Linked DNA regions of Columba livia: region 1 is linked to region 2. A link is a contact called in public Hi-C data. All regions are on one chromosome and are shown on one strand. The core of a region is the stretch at or near the end of the contact, and the rest is flanking DNA. Distances in the headings are between cores, read along the strand shown.

Region 1 (3,544 bases), core at 186-2,685, 120 kb before region 2:
AAAACCTTAACACCATCAAGGCTTAGACGTACAAGGAATATTGAACTACACTCTAAAGCTTTTATCATTGCAAATCCAAGTAATGAACAAACAGATTCTGGATCAAATTATTTGAGAACTCAAAAATAAGCAGAAAAGTATAATGTTAAGCCAAATCGTCAGGCTTCAGCACAGTAAAACCAACAAAAAAATAATTGTTTTCTGAAAAATGCTTTAAAAAAAAACAATAAAAGAGACAGTCAAGACAGCACTGGCATATCTTTCATCACTCTGGCTAAGTTTTTAGCAGATGAGTTTGCTATATAAATTAGTACATCTTTTTCACTAATCTACAAGTTTAAAATAGGCCACATTTTGCATTTTTGCAAACCATCCCTACCATAACTGTATCAAAATACGCAAAAAGAAAGTAATAAACCACAAAGCATATATTTTTGCTGCAATGCAAACATTCAGGAAAGCTGAAACACTTGCAAAACACCCTAAAGTTTCAACTGCTCATGCCCTCAAGTTCTCACCTGTAAGTCTTTCTTCAGTTTTAGTAAATCTTCATTTTCTGCATTTCCAGATAAGGCAGCCTCAACCTGCTGAAGCTGAGCTTTGTAGCTAGCTAACTGCTTAGCAAGGTCTTCTGACATCTGCAAGAAACATTCACACACAGAAGATAAAACCAACAGCCTTGCTGCTTTTTAATCAGCTCCTGTGGAGCACGTAAAGTGGAATTGATTAATAAATAACACGAAAAGCTATTACTGAAGTATTAAAAACACAACTCACTAACTTTCAGTAACTCACTATTTGACTACAGATAGCCACTTACCTTAGTGTTGTACTGTACAACTACCCCCAAGCAATTTATTAAACAGAAAGCCTAGACATGCGCCTGTGTGCGCTGGGAAAACGCATCACTTACAGCACACAGGCTGCACAGCCTTGAGGCGCCCTCGGAATCACCCACGTCTGTACAGAACTACCGCGCACTGCAGCTTTGTCCCTCCGGCTGCCCCAAGCCGCGGTCTCCTTCACCGAAATCCTCCTGGGACCCAACCGCCCGGCATCAGGGCCGGCGAGCCCATCCCTGGGCCACCCGTCACCTGTCGGCCCGAGCCGGGCGGCTCGGGGTGCGGCGGAACGGCTCGGCAGGCGGCCCGGGCCCGGCGGACAGGCCCAGGCTCAGGCCTAAGCCGAGGCCTAGATCCAGGCTACGCCAAAGCGCAGCCGGACGAGGCCGCCGGGCGGCGGAGCGCGAGCCAGGAGGGCGGCGAGCAGCCGCCGGCTCTCACCTCGGCGGGCGTGCGGGGCCCGTGCCGGCCGGGGGCGGGCGAACGGCGCCGCTCTGGATCCCGTCGGGCCGCGGCGGTTCCGTCTCCTTCGCCGCAGACCGGGAGCGGGGGCGGGGCAAAGGCCGAGCGCGCGCCGGCGCTCGCGAGAGCCCCCTCCCAACCCCGTCCGGTCACGTGCTTCCGGCGCGCGGCGCTGGTTGGCCGAGCGCCTCAGCCAGATCACGCGGCCTTCGGGTCACGTGCGGGGCTCAGCGGGGCGGGGGGATTTGCCCGTGCAGCCTCGCGAGGCCGCGGGAGCGCGCAGGCGCGCGGGGAGCGCGTGAGGGCGTTGTGTGCGGGGCGTGCGGGGCGTGTTGTGTTTGGAGGCGGTTCAGGGGTGAGCTCGTTAATGTTTGTCAATATCCAAAGGGTGAGTGTCAGGAGGATGGATCCAGGCTCTTCTCGGTGACAGCCAATGACAGGACAAGGGGCAATGGGTACAAACTGGAACACAGGAGGTTCCACTTATATATGAGAAGAAACTTCTTCTCAGTGAGGGTGGCAGAGCCTGGACCAGGCTGCCCAGGGGGGTTGTGGAGTCTCCTACTCTGGAGACATTCAGACCCCCCTGGACACCTTCCTGTGTGACCTCACCAAGGTGTTTCAGCTCTGGTGTGGGGATTGGATTGGATGAGCTTTTGAGGTCCTTTCCAATCTCTAACATTGTGTGTTCTGTCACCCTCACTGAGAAGTTTCTTCTCATATTTAAGTGGAACCTTCTGCGTTCCAATTTGCACCCATTGCTCCTTTTCCTATCACTGGTTGTCACTCAGAAGAGCCTGGCTCCCTCCTTGTGACATTCACCCTTGATGCATTTATTTTTTCACTCTCAAACATGGGACTTTCTGGCTGCTTCAGTGATAATTAAAACCATGCAAAACTTACTACCAAACAACTTTGAGTAGCTTTCGGTATTTGAGCCTACAATAGGAGAGGAGAGGGGCAGGAAAAGCTCAGTGGCTTCTTCAAGCCTGTCACAGGAAGGAAAAACTATTTCCTGCTGGAAATCCAGTCATTAATTTGGCCTTGAGCCTGTGGGCCGGGTGAATTGAGCAGGCGCCCAAGGAGCTTCTTGGTATTCCCAGGAGGATCCGCGTCTCCTGCAAACATCCTGTCCCTCACAGTCACAGCTTGCGTGGCTTCACAGGAAAGTGACCTCACTTGGACTCCTTGGCTTTGTTTACATATTAAGGGAGAAATATATCTACTGTGTTCTGTGACACTTGGTTTATACCCTCAGAGGATATCCTGACTCAAGATAAAACTCATTTTCTGTATCTTTGTGTATGATTTGGTAATTAAAATACAGAAATTATTGGACGCCGTTTGCAGACTGATTGATGAGACCAAGTGTAACAACTAGGAAAACAACAGTAGCATTTTTCTAGTATTTTTATTAATGACCTAGAAATAGATATAGAAAACATCTTCTGGTAAGAGTTCATGGACAGATCAATGACTGTTGAAAAGACATAGAAATTTATAGGTACAGAGCAACGCTAATGACTGAGTGTATCTATGAGTTAAAATGGACATTAGTACAATCACTTTCAACTTCACCTCTCAGAACAAGAGATATAGGCCATATCTGCAGGACTGAAGTGACAAGAGAGGGACTGAGGACATCTGAAGTGTCCCCAGAGGCAACAACAGCAAAAAGGAGAACATTTCTGTGGTTGCATCAGCAGGAACAAGCACAGGAAGTATTTCTGTAAAAGTTTTGATGAGAGTTAATACTGAAAGAGTATATCTGGTTCTGGAATCTGGAGTTTTGTGGCATCTGCAGACTTCCAACCAGAGCCACCAACATGATTCGGTGGCTGGAGAAAGTGCCTTTCTAGCAGTGAAACACTGAAGTGCCCAATCTATTAAGCTTGTAAAGGAAGAAGAGGAGGTGACTTGATTGCAACATGTAACTAATTTGAAAGAAAGGTAGTATGAAGTACTCGAAACATAAAAACATCACAATGTCTACTATGCCCAGTTGACTGGAAGCTAAAGGTGCAATTACCTTTAAGAGTTTGGTTTGTTCTCTTTTGGTTTGGTTTTGTTTTGTTTTTTGGTTGGTTAGTTTTGTTTTCTCTTGGTTTCTTCAGCCCATTAGCCAACTGTTTCAACACATGTTGTCATTCCAGTCCATGCTGCTACATATAGGAAGACAAGACGGATCTTCAAACCACTGCTCTTTAACTCAAGTTGGAAATTCTCATTATTTGCATCCT
Region 2 (3,663 bases), core at 214-2,713:
CAAAATTCAAAGTACTCTGACATCTAAATAAGGCTTACCAAATGGGTTCATTTTTCTGTTAGCAGCAGTGCTGCATCCCTATGTGTCCTGCCTATGAACACTTGCAGGGAATGTAAAGATTATCACGAGAAATGGCTTCTGTGGTTAGAGCTGAAATGCTCAGCACTTCTTCCAGCATTGTCTAGTTATTTAAGAGGATTTATGGCCCCTAAATATCCCTTTCAAGTACTAGTCTACCTCATGGAAGTTATTTGTAGCTCCTGGGAACCCTAGCAAGACCTGTTGTGCTGAGAGCTGCACAAACACCAAACCAACCCAGAAAGCCAGTAATTCAGGACCAGAAATGACCATGGTAGATAGAAAGGGAGAAAGAAACACAAAGCCCCAAAGGGATAGCACTGCTGTGGGGCTCTCATGTATCTGTCAAGGATTTTTCTTGGCACACCAGGATAGGACCCATGCTAGGGAGACCACCCATGGAAAGCACCTCTAGGAGAAAAGCTTGCATGGGATCCATGGGAACCATTGGATGTGCTGTATGTGAGAACAAGTGGGAAGCACCCACAGCGTAAATCCTACAGCTACGTGACACGCAGGTCCCCACCCAGGACCAGGCTCACTGCAGTCACAGGATTTCAGGACAGGAAGCACATGAAGGTGCCTGATCTGCTGGGTCTGTTAGATGCTCAAAAATGACAGGCAGACTGATAAAGACCTCAAACCCCTTTGGCATAACCATTTTTCCAGACTTGGTTTTGCTGAGCTGCTCATGTTAGTAAAGTTACTCACATGAGTAAGCGTTCATCAGACAAGACTTAAGTCTCTCAAGTGAAGCGATAAAGGGGTTTTTCATTGGCTCTCTTGTGTGTCAGAATAGTGTTTTATTTCTGTCACACAGATACTCCATTTCTGAGACTCCTTTGTAAAGTAGACAGAGTCTGATAGTGAGTCATCTCTGGTTATTAAATTGTCCATACATTGCAAGCTGCCTCCAGGCCCTGATCCAAAGCCTATTGCCTTCAGTGGGGAGGACAGTTCCTGAATGCAATGGGCTTCGGATCAGGGCCTGGATGAATCTTTGCATAAAATCTTCTAAGGAATCATTTCTTCTAATTGGAACTAGACTTGACGCTGCATTGAAATGGAATATGAGGTCTGCAGGACTCAAACTGGAACAACGGGTATGTCCTCTCTGCTCCGATGCCTCCAATCATGTTAAGTCAAGTTAACTGGAAAATCAATTGACACGAATTCCAGCATGACCATTAACTGCCATCCGGCTGGGCCCTGAGAGGCTGGCCAAGATTAGGCAGATTTCTAACAGGAACGGAGAAGAACTGTGTGCATTCGTCTCCTAGAGATGCTTTCAACCCATGGCCTCCCTAGCAATGTCCGTGTTGCCCCTAGTAATTACTGTGGCTAATGGAGGGACCAGGGGGTCAGGCAGCCTGGGATCGATTGTGGGCTCTGCCCTTGGCTTTCAGGGCAAGTGATGCAGCTGCACTCCTGCTGGCACAGTCACATTTGTCAAAAGCATAAAGGAAGTGAGTGAGAGCTGGACTGACCGAGCTGACCAGAGGGATCCCCTGAGAATATATAGAAAAGAACTGTAGCAGCAAAACTGTGTTTTCCGCAGCACAGATCATTTCTCCCACAGAGGATGTTTCTGCTCTGTTGGTACAAAGCAAAGTTTTGCTGATGTGGCTTTGCTCACACAAGAAGCATTTTGCTGCTAGAGTGGACCTGAATTTCTCTCCAAATGTTTCTTGTAGGCTTATCCATATGTTTTTGCATCCTGCCTTGCATCAGGGATAATGACATCAATCTCATTCTGAGAAAGGCTTTTTTCATATGTTTGCAATGCAAATTAGACCCATGGACAAAGGCTGTCCTAAGCACAAAACCTCATTAACATGATGCATTTATTGTACTGTGCTTGTAGGCCCATATGTTCCCTATTACAAGAGAGTTTTTAGGTGTGTGTTTAGTTTTGGTGTGGTTTTTTTGTGTGGTGTTTTATTTTTTCTCCCCCCAGCCTATAACGTTTTATTTAGTTATAAAAACAAAACCAATCAGACAGTGTTTCAGACAACCATGGTGCACTGGAGCAGCCGCTCTGGCAGGAAGCAGGCGATGGGAGCCCTGGGTGGGTGGCAAGAAAACCATGTGCTACCGAGAGCTAAAGCATTGATATGGTTCAGTTTACTAAATCCAGCTGTGAAGAGCAGCTGGTTTTCTGGCAGCCAGCGTGACATACTCAGGCGGATATGCTTGAGAGGATGGATCAGGGGCCACCAGTGGGGAGAAGGGGAGGGTTCCCTGTGCTACTAAGTGCTAAAGTGGCTTCTGGCAATTCTAATTACCAAACGCAGCTGCAAGGAGATTTTCTGGACCTGAATGTGACATCTGACAGGGATACGCCTCAGCCGTGTGTATGGGGAGGACTGGGTAAGGAGAAGGGTTCTGCATAACCAACTACTGCCCTGCTCGGTGCTTGGGTTTGGGGGATCCTGGGGAAAGGTCATGGGGACAAGTGGAGGATGTCTGCAGACATCAGGGGAGGCTGCCAAGAGGCTTCAGGCAGTGTTCCCATCTTGGTTTCTCGGTTTGTCTTTCCATTTCCTTCCCTTCCAGCCCCCCTACAGGAGGGAGCTGAGGACACGAGGGGAGACAGCAGGCACAGCAGGCTGGGACAAAGGGAGATCAGGTAGAATAAACAGCAAGACACCTCTTTGGGGGGCTGAAAAAGATTAAAAAAAAAAAAAAGATGCCTGTTATCTGGACCAAACTGCGAAAAGCTGCAGCGGTGAAGCCTGCCAGGCTGGGTGTGATAGGAGAAGGATGTCCTGCTGTCCCTGGGCTCAGCCTGGGAACAGCCTGAGAAATGATGCTGAGTGTTAAAACTGGGGGGGAGGTTGGTCGGAGATAATCTCTGGGGTAGTGGTCTTAGTTACCATGATAAAGCTGGAAGTTATCTTTGCTTTCTTTTGATCTTCAAAGGACAGGAGGAAATTTCACACTTAGAGGAGGCCACCCGGTGTCAGGTGAAGTTTCTGCAGCTTGTGAACGTTGGTCAGATGCCGTAAGGCCAGCAACTCACCTGCCTTAGTGTGAAAATGCCCCGTGGAAAGGAATCTGCTTTTTCCTGGGGCTGGTGTTGGTGCCAGAGCTAGAAAAATCACATTTGCTTGTGGGTCCGGAGGCTGCAGACGGGTGGCTCAAATTGAGAGTAAAATCCAGGCAATGTGATTGTGATGTGGTTCATCAGTTTGGATGTGTATTACTTTGTTGGATGGATGTGGTCAGCCAAAATAATTATTTGTGTTCTAATCTAATTACAAATTTACTGCGGCTGTCTCCTTCCAGGTGCTAATGAGCAGTAGAGGCAGGAGGAAAGGGATTTTTCGGTATTTCAGAATGCTCTGTGCAAATCAGATGTCTAGTCTGGCATCTCTGTCAACATAATTTTGTTCATATTGGCCACAAAGACTGAAAAAGCTGCCCTGAAATGAGGTGGCATGGGTCACAGACCCAGGCGGGCTCTTTCTGCCCCTGGCCCCACAGCCTGGCTCACCACACCACGTGTGCCCAGCGCAGGCGTTTGGCCACTTCTCTGCATCCACCCACCAGTTCCCACAGGGAGTCTCTGTGGCTCTCGGTTAG

The links. A called contact is a pair of places that touch in the nucleus more often than the background predicts.
Region 1: a contact with region 2 is called in a Hi-C map of crop, with 4 times the contacts expected there. The contact joins the promoter of SMNDC1 here to the enhancer-like site in region 2. A contact is called at or near these places in 2 of 2 Hi-C or Micro-C datasets (crop and liver).

What each region holds. Positions count from the first base shown.
Region 1 is chr6:11,231,796-11,235,339 of bColLiv1.pat.W.v2, reverse strand. SMNDC1 (survival motor neuron domain containing 1) reads right to left here and starts at 1,435. Exons shown (of 6, transcript XM_065067049.1): 1 at 1,284-1,435; 2 at 519-638. The coding sequence starts at 638.
Region 2 is chr6:11,107,616-11,111,278 of bColLiv1.pat.W.v2, reverse strand. No RefSeq gene overlaps it. Among named protein-coding and RNA genes, the nearest start is that of SMC3, 7.2 kb to the right of the region's middle. Within about 2 kb of position 1,463, at least 2 of the 3 cell types and tissues checked have an H3K27ac peak away from gene starts, as active enhancers do.